Linked DNA regions of Sus scrofa: region 2 is linked to region 1. The links are chromatin contacts, called in public HiChIP or PLAC-seq maps. All regions are on one chromosome and are shown on one strand. The core of a region is the stretch at or near the end of the contact, and the rest is flanking DNA. Distances in the headings are between cores, read along the strand shown.

What was found. HiChIP or PLAC-seq counts read pairs in DNA pulled down with a chosen protein or histone mark.
Region 2: an H3K27ac HiChIP or PLAC-seq map of alveolar macrophages shows a contact between it and region 1. The contact joins two enhancer-like sites. A contact is called at or near these places in 4 of 47 Hi-C or Micro-C datasets (embryonic fibroblasts, heart right ventricle, liver and 1 more) and 1 of 2 datasets of contacts at active chromatin or transcription factors (alveolar macrophages).

The regions. Positions count from the first base shown.
Region 1 is chr13:1,762,885-1,766,001 of Sscrofa11.1, reverse strand. All of the region lies in intron 7 of PIK3R4 (phosphoinositide 3-kinase regulatory subunit 4), which reads right to left. Among named protein-coding and RNA genes, the nearest start is that of PIK3R4, 33 kb to the right of the region's middle. Within about 2 kb of position 1,306, at least 7 of the 83 cell types and tissues checked have an H3K27ac peak or open chromatin away from gene starts, as enhancers often do. A contact at or near this core is called in alveolar macrophages, where this site is marked.
Region 2 is chr13:2,332,036-2,334,846 of Sscrofa11.1, reverse strand. All of the region lies in intron 18 of LOC100517188 (collagen alpha-4(VI) chain-like), which reads left to right. Among named protein-coding and RNA genes, the nearest start is that of CAPN7, 120 kb to the left of the region's middle. Within about 2 kb of position 1,531, at least 3 of the 83 cell types and tissues checked have an H3K27ac peak or open chromatin away from gene starts, as enhancers often do. A contact at or near this core is called in alveolar macrophages, where this site is marked.

The DNA.
Region 1 (3,117 bases), core at 57-2,556:
AATTCTATTAGACTCCTTTAGGAAGGGTAACATGAGGTAATGGGTATCCCAGGAGAACAGAAGGAGAAAGGAACCGAGAGTTTATTTAAAGAAATAATAGCAGAAAACTTCCCAAGCCTGAAGAAGGAACTGTATATACAAGTCCATGAAACTAAGAGAATATTTAATAACCTCAAATGCAAAGAAAAACAAAAAACTTCTCTAATACAGACTATATTAAATTTGTCAAAAATCAATGACAAAGAATTTTAATGTCAATCAAGGATAAAAAGACAGAAAACTACAAAGGAAACCCTAGCCCTCCCTCAGGCTACTAGCAGTTTCTCAAGAGAAACCCTACAGGCCAAGAGGGAATGGAATGACATTCTCAACATACTGAAAGATAAAAACTGTCACCCAGTGACGTTCCCTTGTGGTTCAGCAATTAAGGATCCAGTGTTGTCGTCGTTGTGGCTCAGGTCATTGCCATGGCATGGGTTCCATTCCCGGCCTGGGAACTTCCACATACTGTAAGCACAGACAAAAACAAAACAAAAACAAAACTGTCACCCAAGAATACCCTGGCCAGCAAAGTTACCATCCAAATGTGAAGAAGAAATGAAGACCTCACCAAACAAAAGCTGAGAGAATTCAGCAATACCAGCCCTGCCTTCTATAAGAAACAAAAAGGCCAAAGTACACAAAACTTTGAATAAGGTGATAAGTAGAGTAACAAAACTGCAACTTTTTATCAGAATAGGCTTTAAAGCACTTTATTACAGCATAAAGGTTAAAGGGGGGAAGGAAGGTGGGAAAACAGAAAAAATAATTATAGCTACTTCAATTTGGTAACAAACACATTATAAAAAGGGATCATGTGAGATAAGAAAAAACACAAAGAGGGAAGGGGAAAAGGATGGAATCCATAGAAGTAAATGAAAACGCCACCAACAGAAAAAGGACTATTTTACCTACGAGATGTGTTATACAAACCTCATGGGAACCACAAAACATAAATCTAGAGCAGAAACAGGAACCAGAAAAAAAATGAGGAAACTGAGAAAAGTATCATAGAAAACCACCAAGCCACACAGCGAACAGAAACACAAGGGGAAAGAAACAATGGAGATGTAAAGCAACCAGAAAACAAAAGATTAAACGGCAACATGAAGCCCTTATTTATCAACAATCACCCTAAACTTAAACTGATCAACTTCACCAATCAAAAACAGAGTGGATGGATGCATTAAAAAGCACAGCACAACTCTATGCTGCGTCCACAAGATGCACCTCCTCTCTAAAGGCAAACACAGTCTCAGAGTGAAGGGATGGAAGATACTGCAAATCATGGCCTCAGGAGAGTGGATGTGGTCATACTTTTGTCAGATAGAACAGACTTCAAGCCAAAAAAAGGTTTAAAAAAAAAGAGAGTGACAACAATGGACAGTATACAATGATAAAATGAGACAAGTCTTCAAGGAGACTAACAGTGAGTACTACACCTAACACAGGAGCACCAAAATATACAAAACAATTGCTAACAGGCCTAAAGGGAGAGAGTAACAGCAATACAGTAACGGTAGGGACTTTAACACCCTACTTATATTAATGGATAGATCTTACAGACAGAAATAAGCCCATACATGCGGACAACAAAACAGCATAGAACACACAATGGAGAAAGAACACTCTCTTCTATCAATGGTGTTGGGAAAACTGGACAACTACATGCAAAAAAAATGAAACTGGACCACTGTCTCACACCATACACAAAAATCAATTCAAAATGGATTAAAGACTTGAATGTAAGACCTAAAAGCATACAACTACCAGCAGAAAACTAAGCAGTATGCTCTCTGACTGAAGTCTTAGCAAAATCTTTCTAGATCTCCTCAGTCAAGAGAAACAAAAGCATAAATAAACAAATGGGACTACATCAAACTGAAAAGCTTCTTCACAGCAAAGAAACCATCAAGAAAACAGACAACTTACTGAATGGGGAAGATATCTGCAAATCACACATCCAATAAAGAGTTAATGTCCAATATATATATATAAAGAACTCATAGAATTCAACAACAAAAAACAATCTGAATTAAAAATGGGCAGGGAAGTTGAACAGACATTTTTCCAAAGACGACATAAACAGGAGATGTACACCATCTCAAAACTATGAGCTATCACTTCATAGCCATTAGACTAGCTATAAGAGAAAGACAAGGAGTTCCCGTCATGGCGCAGTGGTTAACAAATCCGACTAGGAACCATGAGGTTGCGGGTTCAATCCCTGGCCTCGCTCAGTGGGTTAAGGATCTGGCGTTGCCATGAGCTGTGGTGTAGGTTGCAGACGCGGCTCGGATCCCGCGTCGCTGTGGCTCTGGCGCAGGCCGGTGGCTACAGCTCCAATTCGACCTCTGGCCTGGGAACCTCCATATGCCGTGGGAAGCAGCCCTTGAAAAGGCAAAAATGCCAAAAAAAAAAAAAAGAGAGAAAGACAAAAACTAGCAAGTGCTGGCAAGGATATGGAGAAAAGGGAACCTCATACACTGCTAGTAGGAATGTAAACTGGTGCTGCCGGTATGGAAGAAGGTGTGAAGATTCCTCAAAACATTTAGAACTACCATAAGATCCAGCTATTTCATTTCTGGGTATGTAGCCAAAGAGTAAGAAACACTAATTCAAAAAAGATATAGGCACCCCTATGTCCATCACAGCATTATTTCAATAGTCAAGACAAAGGCCCATCAATGGATGAATGGATAAAGATGATGCAGGGTATAAATGTGCAACGGAATATTACTCAGCCATTAAAAAAAAAAAACAATGAAATCTTGCCATCTGCAACAATATGGATGGGCCTTAAGAGTATCATGCTAAGTTAAAATATGTCAGACAGAAAGAAAATACCACAATGATTTCATTCATATGTGGAATACAAAAAATAAATAAATAAATGAACAAGCCAAACCAAACCAAAACAAACACAAAGATACAAAGGACAGAGTAGTAGTTACCAGATAGGGAAGGGCAGGGAGGAAGACAAAATGGCTAAAGGGGATTAGCTGAAGGACGATGGATAAAAACTAAAATTTTGGTGGTGAGCAGAAATACAATGCTGCATACATGAAACTTATTTAC
Region 2 (2,811 bases), core at 282-2,781, 570 kb before region 1:
AATGAGTAATATAAACCAAATTACTTTTATACTTTATCATGTGCCTCACTTCCAATCTCAAGCTTTTCATGGCTCCTGACACCAGTGATCTAGTCTGACATCCAAGGCCTCTCAACCACATGCTTCACTAATCTCAGTCAAGAAGTGTCCTTCCCAGCCAAATTGTGCTTCTCACTCTCCCCTGAAGAGTCCTTTTGCTGTGTCTTGGTCTGTGTTGGGTACCCCATCCTGGAAACCTTTTCCCTACCTTTATCTTTTATGTTAAATTTATTTTATTGAAGTATAATTGATGTACAGTGTTGTGTTAATTTATGCTGTACAGCAAAGTACATATATTCATTCTTTTTCATATTCTTTTCCATTATTGTTTATCACAGAATATTGAATGTAGTTCTCTGCATTGTGTGTATTTCTGTAGAACCTTGTTTATCCATTCTATATATAATAGTTGGCATCTGCTAATCTTAAACTCCAAATCCATCTTCCTTTATCCCCTCCCTGCTTCGATCTTCAGTCTTTATTTGTGTATCACTTTTTCTTCAATTTCCATCTCCTCTCTTTCCTCCTCATGATGTAGTGATCTCCTCTTTCTCTGCATCCTTCCAGTGTACACTGTTCACACTATTGGCTTGACATTATCTTTTTGTGTAAAGGGAGGCAGAAACCTGGCATATGTAGTGTACCTCTCCCTTGCTGTGCCCATGGCAGACATTATTAATCAATTATGGAATCCACCCTGAAGGATCTGTCTCAACCCAGGATTGTAATCAGCTTCTGTTGATTCACTGGGTTACATTTCACTGGGGGTAAAATTTTATTTATGTTTTTGTACCTCTCATGGAATTAGAGTAATGCTTTTATCCCTAGATGTGCATTGATTTCCTGATAAGTGAATCAGAGTGTCATAAGACATGCCTCTTGATCAAGGTTCAGTTTTCAGCCTGCAGTTTTTGGATCAGATTTTGGAGAAGGTAGAGGAGACTACACTCATTCAAGACTGGAGAGCCTTCAGTTTCCACTGAATTTTGCTAAACTCAATAAACACTTGTTAAGTGCTTCCTACCTGTAGGACGTTTTCGTAGACACAAAGAAGGGTTCAAAGATACATAAGTCATAGTTATGACCAATAAAGAGCTGGTTAACTGGGGCAGGAGATAATATTTGTACAGGAAGGACCCTAATGTAAGATAGGATAAAATAAAATCTGTAAGAATGGTGCAAATAAAGAGTCAGTGGGAGCTTGGAGAGGAATCTGAAACAGAATGGCCTTTCTCCATCCAATCAGTCATCAGAATTTATTGAGCATCTGTTGTAATCCAGGTGTGAGTGTAAAATGAGGAACAAGACAGGTACAAGTTCTGTATCTGAGAACTGGCCTCTATGGGGAGAGACAGACATGAGTGAACTAATCATGGAAGTAGATGTAAGACTACTGCTGACATAAGTACATGAAGGGGGAGGTAAATAACAGAGGGGTCTGATCGAGCCTGTGCCATCAGGAAGGCTTCATTGAGGAAGTGAAGATGAGATGAGTAATAGCCAGATCATGAGGGAAGAGGAAGCGGGGAGAAACCAGCCTTCCCTCCTGGGCACTTGAGAGTATATTTAGGGTGGAGAGGACCTGGGCATTTCTGGGAATGCAAGAAATCAAGGCATTCTCTACACAAGACCTCTGTGAGAGACACACACAGGGTATCCCAGGTTAACAAAAAAGGAAAAGCTTAGAATTAGAAGAACTCAGGGCAGGTCTGGACAAACAAGGATTCCATTTCAGTAGGAATGGAGGGTGAGGAAAAAAAAATATAAAGAGTGGGAGGGAAGTCTGGAAGGGTGCGTTGAGTTGACTTAATGCTACATTTAAGGGTTTTGTTTTTCTCTACTGAGCAATCAGGTATATTGAAAGTTTCTGGGCAAGGAAGACGCATGTCCAAAGCTACAGGTTTGGAAGATTAGTGTCTGGGTCAGAAAAAAGAGGGACTCTATGCTGGACAAAACATAATAGGAACCATATGCCAGGCTTTGTAGTCATCATTTTTTAAATTTTATTTTTATTTTTTAATTGTAATCAATTGTTATTTTCCAAGACATTTTTTTTTCTACTGTACAGCATGGTGACCCAGTTATACATACATGTATACATTCTTTTTTCTTACATCATGCCCCATCATAAGTGACTAGACATAGTTCCCAGTGCTACACAGCAGGATCTCATTGCTAATCCATTCCAAAGGCAATAATTTGCATCTGTTAACTCCAGGCTCCCAGTCCATCCCACTCCCCACCCCCTTGACAACCACAAGTCTATTTTCCAAGTCCATGATTTTAATTTATTATTCCACTGAATCTTGATAACAGCCCTATAAGACATATCTGTTTCGCAAATGAGAAAGTTGTCTTGATTTCAAAGAAATTAGCCTTATTAGTACATTAAGCAGCAGGATTGGAATGTGGAATTAAAAAACCCCCTCTTACTATTATATCAGGCCAGGGAAGAGGTAAGGAGAGGTCTCCAGTAACAATATGAGGTGGCTTCTTGTGGAGGCCAGAGAACACCCTATTCCCCATGTGTCTAAAAGCCAGATCTCAGGGGGGTCCCCTCTCAGTATTCTCAGAATGTGGTTCGTACCCTCCAGAACCAGGTACATAACATCATCTGAGGAAGGTTCCTGTGACTCTCTGGCTCTGTGGGAACTATGACACAGAGATGGTACTATTAACAGCAGGTTTTAAGGGAAGCAACATTTGCTCATCATGTCGTAGTCTTATGGAAAGTTGCTCCACTTCTCTGTTTCCCTGTCTATAGCAGTCAGG